Linked DNA regions of Mus musculus: regions 1, 3 and 4 are each linked to region 2. Evidence: chromatin contacts called from public Hi-C, HiCAR-type and HiChIP or PLAC-seq data. All regions are on one chromosome and are shown on one strand. Each heading gives the region's core, a stretch centred on a gene start, on an enhancer-like site or on the middle of the called end of the contact. The rest is flanking DNA. Distances are from core to core; before and after follow the strand shown. Region 1 holds the start of Trdn (triadin). Region 2 holds the start of Hey2 (hairy/enhancer-of-split related with YRPW motif 2). Region 3 holds the start of Nkain2 (Na+/K+ transporting ATPase interacting 2). Region 4 holds the start of Clvs2 (clavesin 2).

Region 1 (3,002 bases), core at 44-2,543, 2.2 Mb after region 2:
CTCTGTATAACATTAAGAGTCTACCTGGAATCTTTTCCTCCCGTCTGAACTAAGAGTTCTGACTTGTTTATTCAGCTGATTTCTATGCAATTTCTGTTGTGCCATGAAATTGAGGCAGCCAATGAAGACAGCTGGTGACATGTAGGATGTCATTGTCTATGCAAATAGCTGTCACATCATTCTTCTGAGCCTCATTTTAAAACAGAAGATAGAGCTGTGCTTTGTAAACTAAGAATTGCCTACAGATTCAAGAGATTCTGTCAGCCAATGGCAGTGAGTTAAGGCAAAGAGACAAAACTGCAAGCTTTTATTAAGTTGAATGTGAGATGAAAATAAAAGATAAGGAAAGCCAGCCCTTGATAATTCTCAGATTGGTTAAAGTTTATGATCATCAATGCCCTTTGATTCTCCTTCCCCTTCCAACCACCAACTACTGAATATTTCTCTTCTCATTAACACCTGTCTAGAAGTGGGAAGGTGAAATGCTAATCAGGCAATTTAGCTAATTGTTAGCTGCTGCTAGGATTTTTTTTTCTTCCTTTCTTTCAAGTTCGGAAAGGGAAATGGTGAAATCCATTTCTAAAATGTGAACAGTGGATTTCTAAACTTTATTTCACCTTCTCTTTCTTTCACTGCTGAAATGAATTCAGATATTTTGTTTTTAATAAGGTGTTGGAATAAAACCCTGAGACGGCATACTTCTCAGAGATTGATTTTTATTGTCACATTACATGCTTCTTATTGACTAATATTTAAAAATATTAATTTTTTACAACATGACTAGCTTAAAAGAATGGCCAGGAGTTACAAATTTCAGTTCTGAGTGTAGCCCTATATAAGTGCACTTGACTAGAGGATTTGGGACAACAACAAACCAACACAGAAAAATTACTAACAACTGCCCTCCCCTCTGCCTGTGGTAGACATTACATGATCCTCCCCTAGCCAAATAAGGGAGAGAGGAATGTTCTGAGTATTAGAGGCACTAAGAATAAATCTGAGCTATCTAGGGTAAGATTACTTTCAACTCTTTATTTTATGTTTTCTGACACCAATCCCCAATCTGTAATTATATCAGAGACACTGCGGGGGCTTAGACAGCACTTTCTAGATACTCTGGCTTTGTTTTCCTCTTTTATTTATTTGCTTTTATTTATTTACTTACTTATATTTGCCTGTATCTTTAGGGCTTGAGAGTTGGTGTGTGTGTGTGTGTGTGTGTGTGTGTTCCTCCAGAGTGCCAAAAAAAAAAAAAAAAGTGCTGAAGAGTCCAAGGCAGATGAGGCTATTTTTGTTTGAAGCTGATACTTTTAGCTGAGCCACAAGTACTGCTTGGAAAGGGCTTAGGTTGTTTCCAGGGGGAGAACTCTGCAGAGAAGAGGCAAAGTTCAACAAGACAACAAAAATCAGCCAGAAAATCCAGGAAAAGGAAGAGCCCTTGTCATACCCCTCTACCAGAGTTCTCTAATCCTACCTTATTCTGCAAAGTGCCACTTGACTGGAACTCTTCACCTGCTTGATTTCTGCACCCACCATGACTGAGATCACTGCTGAAGGTACTGTTGCCTGGGGACATTATGTAAATCAACAGCCTCAGGGACGCTATAGGCTTCAGCTGGCTTCTAGTTAATTAGTTCTGTGAGTCTACACAGGATCTGCAAAATGAAATTGGAAGCTGAGCGGTTGCCAGATTTGTGTGTTTGAGGGAGCAAGGGGAGATTTATCGGGAATTTTACGTGTGGAAAGTATTTTCTGCTATGCTAGAGGCCCCACTACCCTCTCCGTTATCACCTCACCTCTATAAATAGCTGAGGACATGGTGGCAAAAAATTTAAGACAAAAATTATAAGACATGTGAGGATGGAGATGGAAAAAAATCAGAATATTATGTGTGATGTGTCAGTTTAGAAATATGATCTGGAGCATCTTTTCTTTATAGTATTTAAAATTTGAATTCTTAAATGTCTTCTCTTTCCAGCTAGGGTGCACAGCTTGCTTATATGCATCGCAGATAGAAGTGCCCTGAAGAATCATAGTCATTTTACCATTGACAAATGCTCAAAGACAAAGTTAGAAATTTCAGAAAGTCAGAGAAGTCTAACTTTTAAAAATAAAGCATTTAACTCTTAGAAATCTAGTTATTTTGTAAACTCATTTCTTGTTTCTCTATAAGTAGTGTGTTTTATATTTATATTAACATATTTTCTATTTATACACTTATAATAAATCTACAAACACTCACACCCGTCTTACTAATGAAGTAATTCTTTAAAAATAATACAGTCTGGCTTTAGTTGAGGTAAAACTATGGAAGATACGCTTAACATTCTCTCTGACAGCAATAAGTACATAAGGCAGGTGGTACTTTTGACAGTTTCCAAGTTAAATGTCATTTTGTTTTTAACGAGACTGTAAAATAGAAATCTATTTGTTTTATCTTTTGTGTGGGTAGAAATCTATGTAAAGAAAATAATTTTCCCTGAAGATTTAGGCAATATCTGTGAGGAAAAAAAATGCCTTGCTTGTATTAGTTACAGAGATAGCCTGTCACCACAAATTAATAACAATATTACTGAGAGATTTCCATTTATTAGGTATTTTGTTTAGAAACTTATGCACATTTCGTTTGTGAGACCTCACACCATTCCACTAAGTAGCAATTTGATGTCTATTTCACACACAAAAAACCCTGTTACTCAGATATTCCATGACTTCCCATTACCAAATTGTAGTCAAGATTGGGTATCAGCTCCTTGAAGCCAGCCTGTGTTTTCTCTTTTCCATTAGAGGATATAAAATTTACTGTTTGCCAGTTTTAGTTCAGAATTTGCTAACTGAATGTAAATAATATTATAATTTTTTTTTCTATACTTTGGACATTCTGTGTCATGTCGCCCTTATGTTGGCCTTGAAAAGATCTGTCTATAAAAGTGTTCTGCTTATTCCTGTACAAGGTATTAAGAAACCTCTGGGCATTCCTGTCAGCCTGTGCTTGGAACCTA
Region 2 (3,426 bases), core at 436-2,935:
AAAAATGAACCTGAACTTTTGAGTTCTCTAATGAAATGATAGCCAGTTAGGGTGACAGGTCGGGGGATTAGTGTGTCCTATTTCTCTCATGTATTTCTCAAAAGTCACCAACCCATCTGGATGTGTACTCCCATTCTCTTCTGCCAGACATACTGAACGTTCAAGAGCAGCACATGTCGAATGTGTCTCTATATGCGACTTTTAAAACAAAAACCTAATTCTCCTACTATCCCCAAACCTTATTGGATAGCCTAAAAAGAACAGATTGTAAGTTTTGCATATTGATCCTCTAAAAGAATATCCTAACCATATCATTGGGTGGAAAGTTGAAATTTAGTTTTTGCACTTTTCATGCTTTAACTTTGAAAATGAAACTGTGCCACCAGCCTTAAAACCAAGCTGATATCTCGAGAAGCTGCAATTCACCTTGAGTTTACTAAAAGGTATTTTTAGACTGCAAGGTTCAATCAAGTGATTATTTGGTGGTGTAGTTGGTCCATTAATGTATACTCTCCTAGGACTTTCTGTCACTTTGAAATTCACAGGTACTATGCTTCTTTAGTGTCTTAAACTCTCCAGGTCCTCTCTAGTTTTGAGAAGTTCTATTACCACCCCTTCGGCTCACTTCTGGGTCTTAATTCGAAATCAACTGACTCCTTCCTCACCCCTTCTAGTGACAGCCTACGGTTTCATTTTTTTTTTTAATACTTTAACAATGAGAGAGTTGGTAAACTGTCTCATAAGCATCGTTTTTGCTTTAGCTATTTTTCCGGCTTTGATTTCTACGTCTTAAAATAAGCCCGTGAAATAAATCCAGTTTTCTATATGCGGGAAGGATTTCACTCTTTGAGTGACAGCTGCAAATAAATAAATAAGGTGCTTCTGGGCAAGCCAATTAGAAGCAATTATCATTTGACCCCCCCCCGCCTCTAAAATGGTTGGGTAATCTTGCTGTCACAGGAAACAGGAGGTCTGTCTTCTGTGATCAGAACCTTGATCTCCTGGAGACTAAAGGACAAGCAGGCAAAGCAATGCTGTCTCATCTGCTCCTTATATCTGTCACTCATGGGTGGGTCAGCCAGATCACCCTCTGTCGACCTGCGCAGCTCAGCCTGTTTAGCTCAGATGCTTTACCTCCTCAAAAACTCAAGTCGCGATCCCAGTTTCTCTCAAAACAGAAATCCAGTTGTTTTTCTTTTCTCCTGACCTATTTTGGAACTGTCCCTAAATACAGTTCCAGTACCGGGGGCGTCGCCCGGACGTGCCAGTATGCGTGTCCTGTGCTGACAGCCCTGGACCCTCCCTCGCCATCTCCTGCACGCTCCAGTCCAGCTCCCTTCCAGTCGCTCCCACGCCTAGTGTGAACTCCATCTCTCGCCCCACCCGACTCTAGCACCCGCTTCCCGGGGAAAACGGTCTCCTCTCCACCCGAAGCTCCCCGGACACCCTCCCGCTTTTCCGCGCTCACCCAGGGTAATTGTTCTCGCTCCCCACGTCGATGGTCTCGTCCAGGTCGCTTTCGGAGGTCGTTTCCTCACAAGGGCGCTTCATCGCGACGAAGGAGGAGCAGCTACTGTCGCCTAGCGGAACGCAGCGCGCTCCCCGCGGGCTTCCTCCCTCCCTCCCTGCCCGGCTTCTGCAGGCGCCGCTCCCTCGGCGGCGCGGTCGGCTCCTGGAGGTTCTTTCCCACGCTGCAGCCCAGCCAGGGCGCAAGACCCGGTACTGGCCACGCCCCCCAGCGCGGGCGGGGCCCCTCCGCTTCTTCGTGTGCCCGCCCTGGCCACTCTCCAGGCCCCGCCTCCCTGGGACGGTGTGGCTTTCTATTGGTTAATATGGAGGGGCGGACCCGCGCTGGCCAATGGCTGCCGAGAGGCGTTGGCAGAGGCGTGGGAATGCCACCGCGCACCTGGGAGCCGGGAGTGGAGCGCTGGGGTTGACCGCCGGCGGCGGGAGCGGGCGCAGGCGCGAGAGCGCATGGGGCGGGCGTGTCGGGCGAGGGCTCCTGGGTTTTGGGCCATCACCTGCAAGCCGTGATCTCTCCCGCCGAGTTTCTACCCTCGGTTTAAAGAATAACCGCTAGCGCGTGGCTGAGTGCGAGTGAGCGTGTGTGACGTCTAGGGTGGGAGTGCTAGGCTCGGCGACCCACCCCTCTGGGCTGTCCCTCTTCTGGATCAAGCTGCTGAGTGGCTGACCGGAGCGGTCATGTTGACCCTCAGGGGATTTTGAAAGCTTTAAGTCAAAGTTTTTTTTTTTTTTTTTTCACCCTGCCAGCTCCCCAGCCTCTAGGTTGTGGTCAGATAAAGGACGCCCGCTCACCGGTCCAGGTGCCTAACTGCAGGAGGTTGTCCCCGTGCATTGTTGGATTAGTCACCTCTGGTTACTTCCTTTGTATCTCTGGACACAGAAACTGGAGGGAGGGGGTGTAACTATCTCGGTAAATGGCAGGCTTGAGTGGTCTTCCTACTGATGGGAAGAGGGATTGTAGGACACAAATCTGAGTAGGTTTTCGAGTTCAAAGTTCTCGGATTTGGATTATCCAAATTAAATGTCCCAGTCATCCCTCCAGTTTCTCCGGTGTGTGCAGCCACGGAGTTCTTTAGCATCCGGGGAGAGGATTTGTATTTACTTGTACACTGTATTTGTTTTGTAAAGTTTGCCCAGATCGCTAGTTCTTAGTGCACGTACAGCATGGATTGTGTAAACTCCAGGTGTGGTGTTCAGACTCCGTTTTTAAGTCTCTGTCTCTCTCTGCATACTGTGGGGATTTTTTAGCAGGCTCTGCCGACTTTTCCGCGCGCTCAGGAAGTGAGCAAGACAGTCTCGGGGAGTCTGGCGTGAGCTAGACCATCTGGCGCTGTAGCGCTGGGTGGGTTAGTGGAGGTCTAGAGACTCCACATGGTGCTCTTTGTGCTTGGTGGAAAAAGGCCTTTGAGAAAAGAAGACATCCATCAATCACCGAGACCCTCCACCTTACACAGATAATTATCTTTCTGGAAATCTGACTAAGGCACCCTTTCCAAACTCCATTCCTTGGTTACACTAGACCGGTGCAGCGGGAAAGGACAAGAGAAAAAGAGACAGCAAAAGACTGACTGGACTGGGCGCAGATTGGGTTGATGGGGAGTGGGAAGGAGCCGGAGTAACGCCAAGGATCTGCAGCCAGCGTGTCGTTAAAACACAAAACCCCTTCCCTACAGGCCCTGGCCTCTTTTGTGCGGTCCTCACCGCGGTGTCTTCAATAACCGTGTGAACAGAAATCTGAAACTTTCTGTCCTGACTTCTGAAACTCAACTCCAGGCAAATCACAGGATCATCGGGGGCCGGGCGGGGCCTGGCGAGGCAGGATGGGGTCAGCACTGCTTGGCCGCAGAACCGTGGGTGGCGAACTTCCCAGCTCTGCACTCAGTCTCTGGGCGGGCACCTGGG
Region 3 (3,324 bases), core at 706-3,205, 2.0 Mb after region 2:
ATATTTTCCAATTATTTTAAGAATTTATATTCATCATACAAAATGTCATCTGATCCCAATACATACAGTTGCCCTACATACAATTGCCCTACCACATTAATAAAGCTCCTCTCACGTTAAACAATTTAGAGTTAACTTCCATGTTTCTAAACTGAGAGGAATATAAGAATGTTCTACCCACCAACCTATTCTTAGTTTTACACTTTACAACTGTGATACTGCAAATATAGACTATTCTGAAACCTATACAACACACACACATGTTTGGGAAATGCAATGCAACTTGGAATATTTGGGTTACATTGGTAGTTTTACAAAGTAAACTCTGGTTAGCTCTATTGTTAATGGCAATAGTTCTTTGCTGCAATACTTATATGAATCTGGGGTAGAGATATAGAAGCTGGTTTACATAGCATTGAGAATACATAAAGCTCCTAAAATTAGATCTCTTCTTTTCCCTTACAACCAAGTCCATAATACACAATTCACAGATTAAGGAATACACCATCCAGGACTTTCCTGGGTGGCGGTGGGATACCAGAGCTGAGATGCCTCAAACACTTTAAGTAAGTTTTTTTAAAGGAAAAAAGAAAGAGAAAAGAAAGAAATAAAAGAAGAACCCTCTGCAGGTCTTTGCAAGTGATAAACAGTGAAGAAAACTTAAGAAATTCTTTTGTCAGTTTTAATAGCAAATTCTTGTTCATTTAAACACCCTGCGATGACTGGATTTTCAATAATTGTCTTCCATTCTACAGCCCCCAACCCTTTATAAAACAAATAAGGGGAACTGTTTAGACTAATTTATACTTTCTATGGAAAGCTACTTGGTGTTGCAGAAGTGCCCCCTATTTCAAATTAACCATTTGCCACTGACATAAATTTTCACCCTATCTTCCCCTAAGCCCCTCCTCCTATTGCCTTTAGGAATTGAAATCGAGACATTATTTGCATTCTTGGCTTTTTAAAAGCAGCAATAGGATATTCTTCCAAACTTACATACAATCCCCCATCCTGTGAGATCAAACAATAGCATCAATTTCAGTGGCAATATTGTACATTATGGAAGACAAGATATTATTTCTTCTTGGAATTTTTGTAGCTCTTATGTTTTAAAGGTCCACTCTGGGGCAATGGTGTTGCAGAGTTTAAGTATCTCTCTCTGATCTACATACTTTTAGAACTCACTGTGGCTTTTTAGTTCAGAATGCTGCTAGAACACATCTGACCTAAACAAGGAGTTTTTAAGAAAATTATAAGACAATATATTCTAAGAAAATATCAAGCGACGATAAATAAATACTTCAAAACAAGTATATAAAAGCCTGAAAATCTGCTTTTCAACTTACACGCATATATAGTAAAATATATATGACAACCATCCTGTTCACATTAGCAAGAATGCCAAGCATAAAAGGAGAGCAACATCTCCACTCCCTTAAAGAAATTAAAGATAACAAGTTTAACCTGCACCTGCAAAACTGTCCTTAGAGGGACAGAAACGGGGAAAGGCAGAAAGGCTCACTTCTGCTGCACCCCTAAAATCATTTTAAATACAGGTAATATGTGGCATCTTTTATCTCTTCTTTTCCCTTCCGTCCTGCTCAATGGCAGATCTCTTACTACACTCCCTGCCCACTCTCTCAATGGTACATAAGAGAATAAGAGAACCCAAGCGTCACTTACCAGTTGCATGCCACAGATAAAGATAAGCGTGCACCTGCCACTGCAATAACCCATGGTTTCCGAGACCCCTGCCACAGCCAGGCTGTCCCACGTCGGCCACCGTCGAGGCCCCAGTTTATCCAATCAGATCGTGGGGAAGGACAGGAGAACCTGCCCAGGGCTCTAGGGCTCCCAGATGCCGCTGCCAATGTCCAGGGAAGTGACAGTGTCCTGCGCGGCGGCGGCTGCCCCAGCCGCGCCCGCCACACATACCTTTACTCGTTCACTGCACTCCCAGCGCCGCGGGCAGCGCCGCCCAAGGAGACGCGCCCGGGCCCCGCAGGGGCAGCAGCGGCAGGCAGACAGCGCCGCCGAGCCCTGGGGCATCTGGCCCGCCAAGTTGCGGCCCACGCCCGACGAGCGCTCGCCCGCCCCGCACTCCCTCCCCACGCACGGGTGCGCGGGCTCCCGGGGCGGCTGAGATGCGCGCCGGGCGCCTCTGTTCTGCGCTCCGCGTGCGGGGCCCAGGGGCGGGGCGGCTGCGGGGGCCGCGCGGACGCCCTGCGGCGCCCTTCCCCTTGCCTAGATGAGCGGATCCCCTCCCAATCAACAACTTCTCAGAGGTCGTGGCGGGCAGCAGCCCTGGCCGTTGCGGGCGTGGTGTCGCGGTGCCTGGGAGCTGCGGGGGCGTTGACTGCGGGAACAACGCGAGGGATCGGGTCGGAGGAGTCCCGGTGGCATGGCTGGCTGGCTTGCTTGCTTGCTTGCGTGCTTGCTTGCTTGCTTGCTTGGCGATGCCTTGCTTTGTTGGTATCGGTCTTGCTGAGGCAACCCTGCCAGAAGCATTACACGTGCAAGCTGTGGTGTGTGTGTGTGTGTGTGTGTGTGTGTGTGTGTGTGTGTGTGTGTGTGTGTGTGAAAGTACGGTTATGAAAAGGGATGGTGAGATATCAACTGGGGTGCCGCTAAGGCATTCTTCCCCACTGGAAAACCTGCATGCACTTACAGCAAAGAGCGGAGGGAGAGAAGTGGACACGGTGGCGGCCAACCAACAGTCCTGTGCTTGGCACGAGGCAAGGACAGCAAGGGACAGAGATTCCAGAGTTTCAAAGATTAGCCTGCTACAAGGACCGAACGGAATTGCCTCTTGAAGTTGCAAAATGTAGGGAGCCAGAGGAAATGTAGGAGTTTGGTTTTGGTGCTTCAGACTGCTTTCTTAACAATGGAAGGAGCCGATGAAATTTGAGCACTTATCTACCAGACCTCATGCACCATCCGGTTGGTTATGTGTCCTTGCTTGGTCATACTCCAGGTTTGACAGCAGCAGTTACCTGCGGACACGCACTCTGGAGCCTGTTGCTGCCACCTACGGGTAAAAAGCTGAAGGGAAAAACATGCTGGAGCAAGTGATGGTCATTTAGACCTTGGTGTTCAGAAGAGGGCATTTCATTTACAGTCCCAACAGCTACTGAAAGCATTCCTAATCTGGCTACAGAGAGAGGGTGTACTGTTGAGATCCACTGGATAGTAAAGCCATTGGAATAAAGTGCTGTGAGTGAAAAGAACTGTTCATGGAGCTAAAAAATACCATCGTTAGAGATGTAAAACCGGAAAAAAAGAAAAAAAGCTAACCAACAAGGTTCGTGAGACAAGTAGGACTTA
Region 4 (3,395 bases), core at 779-3,278, 2.8 Mb after region 2:
CAGTGGCCTTGAAGCTTTTGAACATATCCAGGTTCTGCTGCCGGTACTCAAAGTACTGGGCCAAGAGGCGAAAAGCTTCGAAGTGATGAAATTTCCTGGCCCTCAAGAAGCGTAAGATGAAAGCGTCATCTGTGCGCAGAAAGCCAATGTCCGGCCTAGTGATGACCATGTCCCTTACTTCTTGGATGTCCTGGTGCAGAGTGTCTGGGTTCTCATTGAGTTCCAGGCGAGCTTTTTCCAAAGTCTCAGGAGAGAGGCCAGCTTGCAAATGAGTCATTGTCCCCTTGTATCCAAGCTGTCTACTCTGATTCTCTCTTTGTGTGTCCAACAATATACCTGGTACTTGTCACCTCCACACCACACTCTGGCCTCCGGTTCTCCTCACTGCTGTCTGCTTCCTTTCCTGTACAAGAAATGGTTCCTCTTCTGTTTTAAGCCAAGTACCCTGTTGCTCCTGTTTTTCCCCATAGCTTTTCTGGAGAGTATTTAAATGTCTTCCCCTAATGCCCCTTAAAAAACAATGCTTCCCATTTGAAATGAGCCTTTGGACAGGCCCTGGTCCTTTACCACTCTGAATTAAAAGAGGAAGAAAGAAAGAAAGAGAGAGAGAGAGAGAGAGAGAGAGAGAGAGAGAGAGAGAGAGAGAAGGAAAGAAGGAAGGAAGGAAGGAAGGAAGGAAGGAAGGAAGGAAGGAAGGAAGGGGAAAGGAAAAGGAAGGAGAGGAGAGGAGAGGGGAGGAGAGGGGAGGGGAGGGGAGGGGAGGGGAGGGGAGGGGAGGGGAGAGGAGATGGAGAGGAGAGAAGAGGAAAGAAACACTAGTTCCAACTAGCATTAGTCTTGGTTCTGTCTTCTCTTGCCTTGCAAGATGTAAAGAAAACAACCCCCATGGACATCTCAGCCCCAGCACTGTAAATCTGCTGCGGTCCCTGATAAAGGATGTGCCTGCCACAGATAAAGATGAGAATTCTGATTAATAATAAGGTGGCTGGCTCTTCAGCTGTGAGATCCAAGGCGGGGAGGGAGCGTCTTTGGCAGAAAGAGAGAGAAAGAGGAAGGGAAAGAAGCTCATTTCTCTCTGCTTATTCAAAGGTGCTATTTTTATAGGATGTCGTTGTGTGGTTTTTACTTTAGGTTATTACGATCCAATTAGGGGAGACTGCAAATCAAATCGTGCACCTCTTCCACACACAGTAATTTCATAAGGCTCCAGCTGGGTATTGGGTACCTTTGACAGAGGCGTGGGCTCACCCTCCCCACCCAGCCCCCAACTTCTGCCTAGTCTCTCCCTTTATTTCAGGGGACTTGCCAAGGAAGTGGAGGATAATGATAAGGACAGGAGGAAACCTTTTTGGGAGCAAAGATGTAAAAACCAGGGTGGGTGCAGGGAGTTGTGGAACATGAAATAAAAATGTCTCTATTTTCCCTATACCCCCCACCCCCACCCCAAAGCCAGAAAGAAGAAAGAGCAGTCAGTTCCTACCAGCAAACCGCGAGGCAGAGTCACTAAGCAATGCGGCACTCCCCAGCATCCATCAGCCCTGGCGGAGGTGGTGGCGGGGGTGGGGGCAGCAGCAGCATCTACTCCTCTCAGAGGGATGGAGCAGTGGAGAGAGATGGTGGCTGAGACCCGCCTGAGGATTCACCAGGGAGCAGCCTCGACGACCTCATCCAAGGACAGCCAGCCTGTCAGCAGGAAGGGTGGGGACCCGCAGAGCTAGGACCTCGCTGCCCGGCCAGCCTTTTTTGCCTTCGAGAGAGGAAGAGAAGGGATGGGAACGCCGGGACGGTGCAAGTCCACTAGGGCTGCGGCCGCCTTTACCTTTGTACGCCTAAGCGGTAGCACGGCGCGGCCCGCAGGGGCTGTTCCACTGCCCCCAGAGCCACTGGGTCCCGCGCGCCCCTGGGGCTTCCGCAGCCACTCCTGAGCCCGCTGCTGCTAAAAGAGGATCCGGCTCATCCCAACTCTTGATTATCCCAGAAGAGAGCTCCTAGCGTTGTAAGCGCTCACACATGCTCTCCGCTCCTCTCTCTGCCTCTGCCTCGTAGGGGTAGGAACGAATTTTGGGACACATTCAAATATCCCAAGCCCCAAGTTCAGCCTGCTCTGGTCTCCAGGTCCCAGCCAGGTCCAGCTATAACTGATCTAGTGGAACAGCTATGGCCTCACAGCATCCCCATGCTCCTCCTCGCTTTGTGTGCAAGACCCGGGAGTGCGGGGTAGAGTAGCCCTTGATTTTGCAACTTAATTAAGGTTGAGAAACCTTTTCTGGTTCTTGTGGGTAATTTTGATTGAGTAGGAGTAGAGAAACGTATTGTATTTTCTGCTTTTGTTGTACTCAGAGATATTTAATTTTAAGAAATAGTAAACTATTCCTATTAAATTCCCTTTGAAGAGGATGAAAACAACATCCAGGCAAAAATCAACAATATCAACAAGAATAACAACATTGTCATAGGACAGGGGGTTGGGTGGGAGCAGGGAAAGAGGACACTTGACTCCTAATAAACTGTATTTCCAGTTACTTCTAGAGATATGCTCTTTCCTTGTAATGCATCTTTATACTGGGATTATAATAAACAAAAAGAACCCTTGGGCCTGTGATGCCTGGAAATCTATTTTTAAAAAAAATGTTTTTAATTTTCAAAGCACAGTGCGCATTACTCAAACTGTAAGAAAGGGTCCTGAGTTTAAGTTACCCCAATGCAGCGACTCTTTACTGAACTCCAGTGTAGGTCAGTGTTATAGATAGACCTGGAGCTAATTATATTTGATGTTAATTCTGTTCTCCTGTGAGTGGTTGTGAACAAGGAATGAGTCAGCACTCAGGTGATTTCCTGTAAACCTGCTTCCCACTTTAATTTGTAAAACAAAGGAGAGCTGATGATTGGGTAGATGTAAGGCAAGGGGTAGCAGAAGGTGAAGAGAGGGAGAAGAAGGAGAAAATGGAAGAGGGAGAGGACACAAAGGAGGAGGAAGAAGAAGAAAAGCAGAACAGAAGCACCTGGCCTGGAGAAACCACAAGTTCTAACGGGTCTCATAGATGGGGAAGATGGTAGTGTAGCAGAAGATCTGCCCAATCTAGGGGCACAGCATGTGTTCATAATAATTGAGTCATATTTGGGTTGGAGATTTACAGGTCAGTGTTCTACATTCTGTGAACAGGAGGTGCCCCTGAAGTTGCCGACTTTAAAGACTGTTAGACTTTCAAATTGTACAACATTAGTTTTGTTTTCTTGAGTATGGTACTGATAAAAAATAAAATAAAATAAAGGAGTGTGATATGGCGTACTACATCATTTGTCAAATAAATTATTGTGAAATAATTTAAGAACCAGAAAAGGGGAATAAGTCATACACATATTGGTTAAAGTTTAAATGCAAGCGCTGAAAATTA

What was found. A called contact is a pair of places that touch in the nucleus more often than the background predicts. HiCAR-type assays count read pairs that join an accessible place to other places. HiChIP or PLAC-seq counts read pairs in DNA pulled down with a chosen protein or histone mark.
Region 1: a Hi-C map of cardiomyocytes shows a contact between it and region 2, with 3 times the contacts expected there. The contact joins the promoter of Trdn here to the promoter of Hey2 in region 2. A contact is called at or near these places in 1 of 39 promoter capture datasets (hippocampal neurons) and 1 of 484 Hi-C or Micro-C datasets (cardiomyocytes).
Region 3: a contact with region 2 is called in an H3K4me3 HiChIP or PLAC-seq map of embryonic forebrain, with 4 times the contacts expected there. The contact joins the promoter of Nkain2 here to the promoter of Hey2 in region 2. A contact is called at or near these places in 3 of 39 promoter capture datasets (cranial neural crest, embryonic stem cells and hippocampal neurons) and 4 of 115 datasets of contacts at active chromatin or transcription factors (astrocytes, embryonic forebrain, embryonic midbrain and 1 more).
Region 4: a HiCAR-type map of astrocytes shows a contact between it and region 2, with 4 times the contacts expected there. The contact joins the promoter of Clvs2 here to the promoter of Hey2 in region 2. A contact is called at or near these places in 1 of 39 promoter capture datasets (hippocampal neurons) and 1 of 115 datasets of contacts at active chromatin or transcription factors (astrocytes).

The regions. Positions count from the first base shown.
Region 1 is chr10:33,082,190-33,085,191 of GRCm38.p6, forward strand. It overlaps Trdn (triadin), which reads left to right and starts at 1,294. Exons shown (of 38, transcript NM_029726.2): 1 at 1,294-1,556. The coding sequence starts at 1,535.
Region 2 is chr10:30,841,098-30,844,523 of GRCm38.p6, forward strand. Hey2 (hairy/enhancer-of-split related with YRPW motif 2) reads right to left here and starts at 1,686. Exons shown (of 5, transcript NM_013904.1): 1 at 1,469-1,686. The coding sequence starts at 1,551.
Region 3 is chr10:32,887,960-32,891,283 of GRCm38.p6, forward strand. It overlaps Nkain2 (Na+/K+ transporting ATPase interacting 2), which reads right to left and starts at 1,956. Exons shown (of 7, transcript NM_001013411.2): 1 at 1,684-1,956. The coding sequence starts at 1,737.
Region 4 is chr10:33,622,656-33,626,050 of GRCm38.p6, forward strand. Clvs2 (clavesin 2) reads right to left here and starts at 2,029. Exons shown (of 6, transcript NM_175448.4): 1 at 1,481-2,029; 2 at 1-403. The coding sequence starts at 277. It overlaps Gm15939 (predicted gene 15939), which reads left to right and starts at 1,591. Exons shown (of 5, transcript NR_152723.1): 1 at 1,591-2,251.